Linked DNA regions of Mus musculus: all the other regions are linked to region 3. The links are chromatin contacts, called in public promoter capture Hi-C maps. All regions are on one chromosome and are shown on one strand. Each heading gives the region's core, a stretch centred on a gene start, on an enhancer-like site or on the middle of the called end of the contact. The rest is flanking DNA. Distances are from core to core; before and after follow the strand shown.

Region 1 (3,023 bases), core at 207-2,706, 1.7 Mb after region 3:
CTCTCTGCTCCGACCTGATGTTCCCAGCTGGGTGTTTGAGAGATAACCTTGATTTATGATTGTCTGTGTTCCTTGTTCATGTAAGAACTTTATGACCCCATTACCATATTTGGGTGTGGTATTTGGGGAGATCTGAATTTGTTTCTGGACTATAGTCGCTCTCCTTTTGGTTTCACCAGAAATGATCTTATTACCTTTAAGGTTCCAGCTGTGTTTTGCATTATAAGGAGAAACCCTCTTAGTCACAGGAGTTACAGGCTTATCCAAATGCAGACTCCGAGTACTGGTCACCTGCCTTCACAACCATCAGCATTAGCTGCCGGCTTTCTTTTAATGCGTATGTGCTAAATGAATGCTGCACATCTGTGTGTGTAGGTGCAGTCTCCCCATTTATGTGTGTGTGTGTAGAGGCCAGAAATGAACATCAAGGTGTCTTCCTCTATCACTGCCCACCTTATTTGTTAAGGCAGGGACTCGATGTGAGCCTGGAGCTCCATGTTTTGGCTAGGTTGGCTGGCCATTGAGCCCCGGGGGTTATTGGGTTTTACACAGATGCAGACGCAGGGGATCCAAACTCAGATTCTTTCTTATTCGTTCCTTTCCTTTGTTTTTGCTTTTCAAGACAGGGTTTCTCTGTGTAGCCCTGACTGTCCTGGAACTCACTCCGTAGACCAGGCTGGCTTCGAACTCAGAAATCCGCCTGCCTCTGCCTCCCAAGTGCTGGGATTAAAGGCGTGTGCCACCACGGCCCAGCTGCTTCTAACTCCTAAGCCGTCATTGCTTTTTAAAAATGTCTCTGTGTGTTGTGTGTATGTGGTGGTGTGGTTTGGTGGACTGAGAGACTAGGATGTGGATTTTCCTTAGTCTAAGTGTGCATCAGAGGACAACAGAAAGGAGTCAGTTCTCTCCTTCCACCACGTGTGACCCTGGAATTGTCAGTCTTGATGGCAATCGCCTTTACCCTCTGAACCAACCCCCAGGATATGGATTTAAAATTAAGGCAATATTCCGTCAATTCCCTTAGTACTTCCTTATGCAAATATCAGAATCCAGGGATTTTGCAACGAATCTGCTTCCACGTACAGGGAAGATTTGATCGGCGTTCAAAAATGACCAAAACCTTCAGGAAGGGGGGTGGGGGCGCCACTCGGGACCTCTAGATGCGAGAGCAGCGAGGATATTGTTACAGTGAAAGAGGACTAACGCTTTAATCCCAGAACAAATGAGCATTAGAGTCTGACAGGCAAAGACGCCACACCCCCGTTCCCTAAGGAAAAGTAGTCTAGATAGGAATCCGTAGAGTACCTAGGGCACCGTCGCTCTAACGCCCCGCCTTAAAGGCGAAGTTAGCGTGTGAGGGCGGAAGTGCGTCCGGAAGCTGGAGGGCGGAGCGGTGGGAATGACGTCCAGGAGCGCCAATGGAGTGGCGCGGCGGGCGTGTCTTACTCCGGTGGGTAAGGGCTAACGGTTTCCGGTAGTGGTAGCCCCGGAGGGTGGGAGAAAAGAGGAGACCCCGCGTCCTGAAACCCCGAGCCTTTAGAACAAGATGATGGGCTTCGGGGCGTCTGCGTTAGAGTCCATTGAAGGCGAAGAGGCCCTGGAGGTCCCGGGGCCACCCCCGGAGCCGCGAGCCCCGGAACCCCGAGCCCCAGAGCCCGAGCCGGGCTTGGACTTGAGCCTTAGCCCGAGCCCGCTGCCCGAAAGTCCGAAGGCGCGGAAGAGCAGCCCGGGTCAGCGGAAGGGGCGGCGGGGCGGTAGCCGGAGGGGGCGGCAGGTGAGCGGCGTGAAGGCCCGGCCCCCCGCCCGCCGAGCGCCCCGGGATCTGCAGCTCACGGTTCCGCCCTCCACTCCCAGGTTCGTTTTCAACTGGCGCCGCCCTCCCCGGTGCGGTCCGAGCCGCTGCTGGTGGCCGGTGCACCGGGCGACGATCATGAGCTGGAGGCACCGGCCCTGCAGAGCAGCCTGGCTTTGAGTCTGGAGCTGCAGAACGCGCGCGCCGCTGTCGCCAGCGGCCAGTTTGATGCCTCCAAGGCGGTAGAGGAGCAGCTGAGAAAGTCGTTCCGGACCCGCTGTGCCCTGGAGGAGACCGTGGCGGAGGGTGAGGGGGGCAGGCGGCCGGCCGGGCGCGGTGGTCTGGGTGAAGGGCGATCCTCAGTCCCGCCTTCCCTGCGCTCGCAGGGTTGAACGTGCCGCGCTCTAAGCGACTCTACCGAGACCTGGTGAGTCTGCAGGTGCCCGAGGAGCAGGTACTGAACGCGGCGCTGAGGGAGAAGCTGGCGATGCTGCCACCGCAGCCCCGAGCCCCGCCCCTGAAGGTGAAGGAAGGGATGCAGGGACCTGGACATCCCTCTACCCCCTGGGCTCTCTTCCTCCACCTCGAGTGTAACCTGCTTCACCTTCCCATAGGAGGTGCTCGGGCCGGGCCCAGACATGACCATGCTGTGCAACCCAGATTCTCTGTGGTCCGAATCTCCGCACTTGACAGTGGATGGGCTGCCCCCACTAAGGCTTCAAGCCCGGCCCCGCCCTTCAGAAGATACCTTTCTCATGCATCGGATGCTGAGGCGCTGGGAAGCGTAGCCCTCATAACTCTGGAATGCTAGTCTGTAATTTTGTTAGTTTTTTTTTTTTTTATAATAGAATAAAATGTTTCCCCCCCTAAATTACCGAACTGTTCTTGGGAGTTTAGATAGGATTAAACTGCTTCAGGGTCTTCTACCCTTTTCCTGCCCCGACCCCCATGGCAAGTGGAAAGCACTGTCCCAAGTGTGGGGTCAGACCTTCCTCTCCATTTAAATCCCCAGCTTTAGTTATTAGAACTTGAGCCTTAGCCTGACACCGAGGCTCCAAGAATGTCCCAGCACTTGGGAGGCTGAGGCAGAAGGATTCTATGTCCAAGGACAGTCTGAGTTACACAAATTATTTTGATACGGTTTCAGGCAGGGTAGGTTCAGATGAGTGGTAGTACCTGGGGAAAGCATGTACAAAGCCCTAGGTTCAATCCCCAGAGTTGAGTGTGCAAG
Region 2 (3,030 bases), core at 499-2,998, 1.2 Mb after region 3:
AAATCACACTCATTTGCATATACCATCCACACACTCTCACAATCACACCCACACTAGGCTTCCTCTTTTCCAGGCTTTCCCTTCATTTCATACTTGTTTCGTGAAAGGGAGTCTCACCATGTAGCCCTGGCTGGTCTCAACCTCTTAAATTCTATCTCAAAGTCATTTCAAATCCCTCTAAAGAAACTGAGAGATGACTCAGCAGTTAAGAGCACTGGCTGCTTATCCAGGTCATGAGTTCAAATCCCAGCAACAACTACAGGGACCAGATGCCCTATTCTGTCATGCAGATGTACATGCAAATTGAGCACTCAAACAAATAAATCTTTAAAAATAAAGAAATCTGTTTTCAAGTTGAGCTATGGCGCTTAACTCACTAAACTGGCTTTGTTTTTGTTGTTTTTACTTCACCTCTGGATTTAAAAAGGAAGAGAGGTAGAGAGCTGGCTCAGTAGTTAAATGCACTCCTTTTAACCACTCTTGGTTGGCTCCTCTTGCGGAGGACTAGGCTTTGAGTCCCAGCACCCACAAAGCAATTCACAACCATCTTTCCTGCCCATTTCCCAGAGGATCTAAAGCCTTCTGTTGGCCTCCTCGGGCACCAGGAACGAATGAGGTGCATAGACATAATGTAAGCAAACCCCCATGAACGTTTTATTATATAAAAGAAGAAATGCACTTGCACATTTCTTATCTCAATTACCTGTTTTAAAAATCCTTTCAAAAAACTCTTAAACAGGATGTGGTAGAATACTTCCTTAATTCAGAAGTTTAATGTCATCTTGAGCTACCTAAAGAGTTTCGGGCCAATCTCACTTTGGTCAGTTTGTGCTTTCTTAATATTTGGATTTGAGATTGTGTCTCCCTATGTAGCCTGCACGGAAGATGCAGTCCAACCAGCTGTGCGGAGCTCCTGTCCAGCACTAATACTGACCGTCACTTTGGTTAAAAGCTCAAAATCTGAGCCAACGGTGAATAGACTGAAACTACAGAAATGGCTCAACGGTAAACTGCATCCTAATAAGATTTTGTAAGGTAAAGACAAAAAAGGAAACGAAAAGAAAAATTGTGGCGCGGAAGGGTTGTACGGGGCGGGGTATGGACGTTAATACTGTCTCACCGGTCATTCCAATCGTCCCCTCGCCGTCTTTCATCCCTTTCCCGGGAACGGTCATAATCGCTGCGCTCTCTTCGAAATTTGTCCCTGCGTCTTCGGTCGTATTCATCATCACTGTCACCCATGGTGCTGTCAGAGGAGGCCTGGGGCCCGGCGGCGGGTAGACACGGTGATGATGAACAAGGACCAGAGGAGGGACAATCCCCCGGGGACAGCACGCCCGCCTCCCTCCCGCCGAGGCCGGCCTGCCATCCCGGGCAGGGCGATCGCTCCGACAGTTTCACTGTCCCCACGGATTCCCCCTCGTCCACCCCCGAAGCCCCCGGGCACGGTCCTCTCCTCGCAATCCCGCCGCCCGGGCCTTTCCTTCCCCTCCCCCACCTGGCAGCGGTCGGGGCCGTTGGAAGCGCGCGCCGGCGGGCTTGTTTTCCGGGCGGACCGGAACGAGCGACAATGGACCACAAAGAGGGTTGGAAGGAGACGCTGGGATTCTCAGCCCGGAGACGAAGGGGAAGAGAAGAGCGGGACCGCGGGGGGGGGGGGGGGGCAAGGAGGCGCGCGCGCGTCCTACGTCACTCCCGGAGCTCGGCCTCCAACTACAAAACAAGACCCCCGGACCAAACTAAAACTCCGAGATTAAAAGAATGACGGGAAGAGGGTGGAGACGCGGAAGTCTCGCGTGGTTTTGCGACAAAATCGCCCCAGCTTCTCGGAGCTACGGAAGTTGAGCTGGGCCAAGCCAGGCCTTCTGAACGTGCTCGTGCCTACTTGAAAAGGAGGGCACTGGAGAAGTTAAGTGTCACTCCCGTAAGGTATCCTGGGTAGGAGCTAGTTTGCATCCAAAGGTTGCTTTGCAATAGCCCTGGGCTGGGGCACCTCTTGACCTCCTCAAGGGCGGATTTGCTATCGAGGGGTTTGGGGACGATGGATGTCTAGGGAATAATTCATAGAAGCAACCATTTTAGAGGCATCTCCTCCCACCATTTTCTCCTGCAAAAAAATACAGTATGTGCTACTTATAAAATGCGTTCTTCCTGCTTGTCTTGGACAGAGGAGCCTAATACTCATGCAAAAGTGTAAACCTCGATCTTAATGCCCAGTTCTTTAATGGGAGTCTTTACATTGCAGTCTGGAAACAACCACCAGGATCCACTAGTTTCCAGTTGAAATCCCTAAGATAACAGTAAGCCCTTTTCCATGAATAGAATACTAAGCTAAACAAGGGAGCATGCCACTGTCTTGCTCCCAGAAAAGAATGAAAAATCCCAGCATCTAATAAGGTGTATTTACAAGGGGGCATTTTAAAAACTTAGCAGACAGTTACGTTGGCACAGGCGTAACCCGAGTTACTCAGTAAGTCAAAGCAGAATCAAATTCAGGGGTTGCAAAATGAGTTCAAAGCCAGCCTTGACAATTTTCTAAAACCCTTTCTCAAAAACATTTTCCAAAGAGGCCGGTCCAGTGTGTAAGAGCACTTCCTGGTCTTGCAGAAAATCAGAGTTGGAGTCCCAGCTCCCATGTGGCTGGCTGCTCACAGACTGTTAACTCCAGTGCCTAGGGAACTGACACCTCTTCTGGTCTGCAAGGGCACTGCACTCAGATGCACACACACCCACACACTGATACACAGATACATATACTCATCATTTTGTTCCAAAACAAGGTTTCTGTGTACCCCATGGCTGGCCTGGAACTCCCCTTGTAGACTAGGTTGGCCTCAGACTGAGAGATCTTCCTGTCTCTGCCTCCTGAGTACTGGGATTTAAGTCTTGCAACCAGCTCATACACACGTAATTCAAGAAGATGGGAGCATGGTGGCGCTCACCTCTAATCCCAGCACTCTGGTGGCAGAGGCAGGCAGATCTCTGAGTTGGAGGCCAACCTAGTCTACAAAGGGAGTTCCAGGCCAGCCA
Region 3 (3,026 bases), core at 141-2,640:
GCAGGCAGCTTTCTGAGTTCGATGCCAGCTTGATCTACAGAGCAAGTTTCAGGACTGCCAGGGTTGCACAGAGAAACACTTGTCTTGAAAAACAAACAAAACCAAGACAACAACAACCAGAAGCAGCCAGGCGTGGTGGTCCATGCCTTTAATCCCAGCACTCGGGAGGCAGAGGCAGTCGGATTTCTGAGTTTGAGGCCAGCCTGGTCTACAAAGTGAGCTCCAGGACAGCCAGGGCTACACAGAGAAACCCTGTCTCGAACCCCCCCCCCAAAAAAAAAAAACAAAAAAACAACCAACCAGAAGCATCTTAAGGAAGGGTATACAATGCAGATGTCATAGCAACAGGATTCCCAGGCAGCCAAGCACACTGCATCTGCGCCAGGAAGCTGTAGTCTGACTCCTGAGCCTCTAGGATGATGCCATACACGTCTGTCTTCCTCAGTCAAATCTGTCTAGAATCCCAAAGACAACCAAACGTTCTTTATTATGGTTATGATTATTATTCTCTATTGTGAGTGCACACATGTGTAAATGCATACCGTGAAGGGAGGTCGGAGAAGTCTGTTCTCTACCACCACGTGGGTTCTGGGGACTGAATTTAGGTAATCAGATTTGGTCACACTCCCCCTTGCCCACTGGGCTGTCTTGCTGGCCCCTCCTAGGGGTTTGTTTCTAGGATGATTCTAAATTTCATCCGGTTGACAAGATGAGCCATCAGGGAGGCTGGAGAAATGGCTCAGCAGTTAAGGGTCTTACTGCTCCTGCAGGGGACTGGAGTTCGGTTCCCAGCACCCACTGGGGCAGGGGGGGCTCACAACCACCTGTAACTCCAGCTCCAGGTGACCCAACCCTCTTCTGGTCTCCAAAGGCACCTGCATATACGTGCCCATACAAGATATGCAAATAAAAATCTTTAAAAATAGGAAAAATAAAAGATTGCTACAGAGACCGCTGAAAAATGGCGAGGTGCAAAGCTTTCATCGTGTTTTTAGTTACCTGTGTGCTCAAGAGAAGATGCGCTGGTACCCCAAGCTCCTCCCCAACCTTTACATCCCTTCTTGCTCCACTGGTCCTCATCTAGAAGGCCTCATAAGTCCGCCAGTGTCGGCCCACCCGGGGGTCCTGCAGCAGCAGCCCACTTAGACTCTTAGTCCCATTCAGTCGGTACCGGGGAGCCAGCTACAGGTGGCTCAACTCCGGGCGCGGGAGCACGCGCCAAAACACTCAGCATGGACGCCTCGAACAAGGGTTCTAAACTGACGCATGCGCACGGCTCGCCCTCAGCCTTGCCTGCGCCTGCATTAGGTCATCCGAGCCGCTAGGGGGCGGGGGCCAGGTGCTTACACTGATTGGCTGCGGCTGAGAAATCCGGAAGTGGTCGCGCTTCGGGGCTCTGTTGGCGGAAGGAGACTGTGGGTTGGTGTCGGGGAGCGAGAGCGCGGCGCTAGGATGAACGCTCCTCCGGCCTTCGAGTCGTTCTTGCTCTTCGAGGGCGAGAAGAAGTAAGTGGAGGCCGGCGGAGGCGGGGACGGTTGCATAGGAGCCTGCCGGCCGTCAGCTCCGCTGGAGCGCCGCACTGCTCCTGTCTGGGGAAACCGAGGCGGGAGGCGGGCTTTGCTTTGAGTCTTCCGTGCTGCTCAATGCGAGTCTGCCCAGCTTCAGGCAGCGGCGCGAAGCACTGGCGCGTGCATGCATTTTGCAGTGGGAAATCGGAGGCTCTGGGACATGGAGTGTCTTGCTCCAGACACTTGGTTCATGATGACAGCTGTGAAGGGACAGAGACACAGCTCTCTTACACTCCTCAGCAACCTGAGGGTTTCTCCTAGATTTTCAGGGATCCCGACTTAGGCCAAACCCGGGTTCGTGGCTCCACGCTAAAAAGAATTTCAGGACTCTTCGGTTTAGTGAAGCAGGATTGGTGGGTTTTTAATTAAAGATACTTTAATATGGGCTTAAGCAGGAGGGTTCAGAGGAAGAGAGCGCTAAGAAAGTAAGACAGACGCAAGTTGGGTCTGTGTGCATTCAGAGAGCAGGGGGAAGTACTTTGCACTCGAGTGGCTACAGGTTTAGAGATTAAGCATCTAATTGTCTTTTGGAGGTAGGGTTTCTCTGTGTATCCTCCTTGACTGTCTTGGAACGAGCTTTGCAGACCAGACTAGCCTCAAACTCAGCGATCCACCTGCTTCTACCTGGGATTAACGGCCTGAGCCACCGGCTCTGGCTTTATGTAATTGTCTTAATGGTAGCCAAATACACTCTTTTGATGACTCAAAGTTTGCTACGAACCCTTCTCTCTTGTGTAACCCTTCTCTCGTGTGTGTGCCCCTTCTTGGAAGTCAGCTTAGTCTCTATCTCAGTGGGAAAAAGGTATGGAGGTGTGCTAGGAATCGTTTGTGAACCCCAAAAGATCATTAAGGAGCCGTTTCCATTAGGGTCTCTTTATCACAAGCTCGGGCTTGGGCTCTCCTCCAACCCAACCCTGACACAACAGGACAGGAAGAGAAGGCAGAGCAGCCTTGAACCCAGGACAAGGTTTTCTAGGGAGTGGGAGTGACGGGGTATGGAGCTTGGCAGGTATCTAACTGAATGTCTGTTGTAAGCTGACAGGTGGTGCTGTGAAGGGAGATGAACAATCACAAACTATCTGAAAGTAGATCTGAAGCAACCAGACTAATCTTTGATTAACTGTTGCTAGGGAGTAACTCTGGGGTATGGGCCAAGGGACAAGCCGTGAGGTCCTTCCTGGTACTTGGTTGCATCTTGGGTTCTGCTGTAGGTCAAGTTCTCAGGCTTTTTTTGCGGGGGGGGGGGGGGGTTCAAGACAGGGTTTCTCTGTATAGCCCTGGCTGTCCTGGAACTCACTTTGTAGACCAGGCTGGCCTCAAACCCAGAAATCCGCCTGCCAATGCCTCCAGAGTGCTGGGATTAAAGGCATGCACCACCACGCCCGGCTTTTTTTTTTTTCTTTAAGATGGAGGTAGCAGGTCCCAAGATGGAGTAGATTTGGCCTCTCAGAGGTATAC
Region 4 (3,054 bases), core at 218-2,717, 1.2 Mb after region 3:
AGAGACACCAGGAAAGAGACAATCAAGGGTTGGTCCCACCCCAGTCCTCAAGGTCCGAATGACAGCCTCTGGCGCCACCTGGCGATAGTCAGCACGGACCCGTCGCGAGTGAGCTGGACTGCAGATGAGTTTCCCGGCATGCAGTGGCCAGGTTCTCCAGGGACAGGAGGGTTGGAGGGCGGGGGGGGGGGGCGGGGGGGATGTCGCAGTTTGGAGAGATGAAAATCGCATATCTGGGAGAGGTTGGACTCTGCGCTGGTATCTTCTGGGGACCAGCCTTTTGCAAGACAGCGCGCCTTTGCCCCTTGCTCGGAGGAAGTGACTGATGAGTGATGAGTGTCTGGGGCTCGAGGGAAAGCTCCCGGCGTCCACAGCGAGCATGCGTGCACGTGTCCCCCTACCCCCCATAGATCCACGCAGCGCCCCATATCGCGTGCGCGCACGCACGTCCCCACGCTCTCGCGTGCAGGCCAGTCGCCCACGCAGCAGCGGCCCGCAGGCTCCAGAGCCAGATGCCCCCACCCACCCCGTGAGCCAGTTGTCTCTTTCATGTAGTGATCTCGCGTGGGCACAAAACTGCACACTTCCCACAGTCACTAAGGTGCAGCTAGGTGGGAGACTCCCTAGAAGGCTGGGCGTGTGGTCTAAGGGACTCCCAAACAGGCTGGGGGCTCCAAGTGTAGGCCGCTCCCACCTGCTAGCCACAACAACCAATGAAAGCTTGGCCCGGTGATGTCATGGACCAGCCGGACCCTTGTGATGACAGCCGGAGGTCACCGGTCAGGGGAATTAGCTCAAGCCCACCCTCGGGGGTTCCGGAAGTTTCCAGAGCTGCAGCAGAGTGCATTGTAGCATCTCCCCACAGCCTTCTGCTTGCCACTATGTGGTCTGGCTTCTCAGCTGTCCCCGTGTCACCTCTTCTTGCCCACAGGGGTCTTTTCCTATAAGGGAGAGCCTGTGTTTCTGTTATTTGTTCCTACAGGTGTTCTTTCGTCTCCACAGAGATGTCCCACGTCATCTTTTCTACCAGTGTCAGCTGAAGGGGGTCCTCAGTCAGGCTTTCTCGTGTCTCTTCTCTTATTACCCTGCCCCAAGCTTTGTCCTGGTTACAGATGCCAAATATTAGGCCTCTGATCTTTCTGGATTAGAGCTGTCAGTGTGTCCTTCCGTCCGTGAAAGGCGACCGGTCTGTCTGTGACTTGTCACCGCAGGAGACTGTCGCCTGCGTGAACGGTGTCTGGTGTCTCCGCAGGCTGCGGTCCGTCTGTCACGTGGGTGTCTGCCCCGCCGCTGCGGGTCTGCGGGTCTGTCGGTCTGTCTGAATCTACCACTGGAGTGTGTCTGGGCTCCCGCTCCCCGGGGTCTCGGGGCTTGAAGGGAGGGAGGAGGGGAGGTGGCAGCCCGGGGGAGCGGGGAGGGGCGGGGGCGGAGACAGTGGGCGGGCGGGGGCGCCGTGCGGCCCGGAGGGGTGTGTGCGGGGGGCCGGAGGCGGCTGTCACTGTCGGCTCAGCCTGCGCCGGGGAACATTGGCCGCCTCCAGCTCCCGGCGCGGCCCGACCCGGCCCGGCTTGGCCGCCTCAGGTGAGTCTCCCAACCCACCCAGGACCCTCCACCGAGTCGGGACCAATCCGCATCCCGGGGGAAACGTGCGATCCTGGAACGATCGAAGCCCCCCAACAGAGCTCCTACTGCACCTCCTGCCCCGTGGGGCCTGCCTAGAGGGGCCCCTCCACTGCCTCGCACTCCTCTGAAACTCCCGCTAGCCGCTGCATACTTACTGATGATGCTCGCTGGGCCGGCCGCTGCCTCTGCGCTCCCTTCCTGCAGGGACCCCCTGAAGGCCCCTTCCCCACTCTCTTCAAAGTCTGGGGACACTGGAAGACGCCCCCTGTTTGGGGCGGAGCCCAAACTGCGCAGGTTACTGACATCCCGAATGCACCACCCCCCATCCCGAGGGCCGCGACCCCAACGTCCCTACCCAGCTGAGCCCCTTGCCAGCTCCAGGACCCCTCCTGCGCTCTCTCTCTCTCTCTCTCTCTCTCTCTCTCTCTCTCTCTCTCTCTCTGACTCTGTCTCTCTCTATGTGTCTCTGTCTCTCTCTTTCCCTCCCTCCCTCCCTCCCTCCCTCTCACCCTCCCACCCTCCCTCTAAAAGGAGGCTCAGCGGAAGCCCCGAGTTATAATTAGCCCCACTCGGGTTTCCTGGTTAATCTCCAACAACGCCACTATCCCCAGATCCAGGCGACCAGAACTGGCTGGGTGATGGGTGAACACCCGGAGGGGGTAGTTCCGACCCGGGGAATTTTGATCTCTTGGCTGGAGACGCCGGAACTACAGCAGCTGTTGCCCCCAAAATAGCGCCCCTGCCTTTGCTACGGGGATCTCCGGAGCTCCCGGAACACAGACGTCCTGGCTCGCCCTTCAACCCCCTCTGCGATGCTCACGATTCTCCAGATACCCCCACACCAAGGCTCGGGCGGGGAGCTCTGGCCTCTTCTTGGTCTCTACTGCTCCCGGTTGGCAGTGGAGGGCATTGCAATATGGGGATGCAATAGGGGCTTGAGTTCTGGTGAGCCCCACAAGGGGCGAGTGAGACAGTTGGCTGGAGTCAGGCGAGAGGGGTGCGGTTGATGTAAAGCAAACGGGTACCAACCGGCCGTACCAGAAAGAAGAGAGGCGGAGCAGGGTGGGGCAAGGTGTCGACTGGACAAGATTCCAAGATGCCTTCAGAACCTGGGACTCCCGATACCTTGAATGCCCAACCCACTCCCCAGAAGGCTTTGGCTAACCCAGGAGAGGCTTGGGCTGTGCTTTCTTATAACTTGCAAGCTCCCGAAGGGGCCACACCCGTCCGTCCATGAGGGTCCCCTGCACCTGTCCTGGGGCCTATACAAAGCCTTTCCAACCCTGTGCTGTATACTAGGGGTCTTAGCTCAAGCTGCAGGGGAAAGAGGTATGGAGGCCCTTGGAACTTGCTGGGCAAGGGAGACTATGTATTAGCCAGGCTTATCTCAGTTGGCTGCATTTGTTGCGGTATGGGTGTGTGTATGTCTGA

The links. Promoter capture Hi-C pulls out the DNA fragments that hold promoters and counts their contacts.
Region 1: a contact with region 3 is called in a promoter capture Hi-C map of pre-B cells, with 2.1 times the contacts expected there. The contact joins the promoter of Ppp1r35 here to the promoter of Polr2j in region 3. A contact is called at or near these places in 2 of 39 promoter capture datasets (cranial neural crest and pre-B cells).
Region 2: a promoter capture Hi-C map of liver shows a contact between it and region 3, with 6 times the contacts expected there. The contact joins the promoter of Srrt here to the promoter of Polr2j in region 3. A contact is called at or near these places in 2 of 39 promoter capture datasets (cranial neural crest and liver), 1 of 484 Hi-C or Micro-C datasets (embryonic stem cells) and 3 of 115 datasets of contacts at active chromatin or transcription factors (embryonic stem cells, large pre-B cells and pancreatic cancer cells).
Region 4: a contact with region 3 is called in a promoter capture Hi-C map of liver, with 5 times the contacts expected there. The contact joins the promoter of Ache here to the promoter of Polr2j in region 3. A contact is called at or near these places in 2 of 39 promoter capture datasets (cranial neural crest and liver), 1 of 484 Hi-C or Micro-C datasets (embryonic stem cells) and 1 of 115 datasets of contacts at active chromatin or transcription factors (embryonic stem cells).

The regions. Positions count from the first base shown.
Region 1 is chr5:137,777,448-137,780,470 of GRCm38.p6, forward strand. Ppp1r35 (protein phosphatase 1, regulatory subunit 35) reads left to right here and starts at 1,457. Exons shown (of 4, transcript NM_027242.5): 1 at 1,457-1,774; 2 at 1,855-2,098; 3 at 2,179-2,315; 4 at 2,407-2,660. The coding sequence starts at 1,547. The coding sequence ends at 2,580.
Region 2 is chr5:137,305,926-137,308,955 of GRCm38.p6, forward strand. It overlaps Srrt (serrate RNA effector molecule homolog (Arabidopsis)), which reads right to left and starts at 1,749. Exons shown (of 20, transcript NM_031405.2): 1 at 1,499-1,749; 2 at 1,121-1,260. The coding sequence starts at 1,242. It also overlaps the pseudogene Gm43013.
Region 3 is chr5:136,115,301-136,118,326 of GRCm38.p6, forward strand. Polr2j (polymerase (RNA) II (DNA directed) polypeptide J) reads left to right here and starts at 1,391. Exons shown (of 4, transcript NM_011293.2): 1 at 1,391-1,505. The coding sequence starts at 1,453.
Region 4 is chr5:137,286,787-137,289,840 of GRCm38.p6, forward strand. Ache (acetylcholinesterase) reads left to right here and starts at 1,468. Exons shown (of 5, transcript NM_009599.4): 1 at 1,468-1,581. It overlaps Gm42456 (a long non-coding RNA gene), which reads right to left and starts at 1,858. Exons shown (of 4, transcript XR_003955815.1): 1 at 1,779-1,858.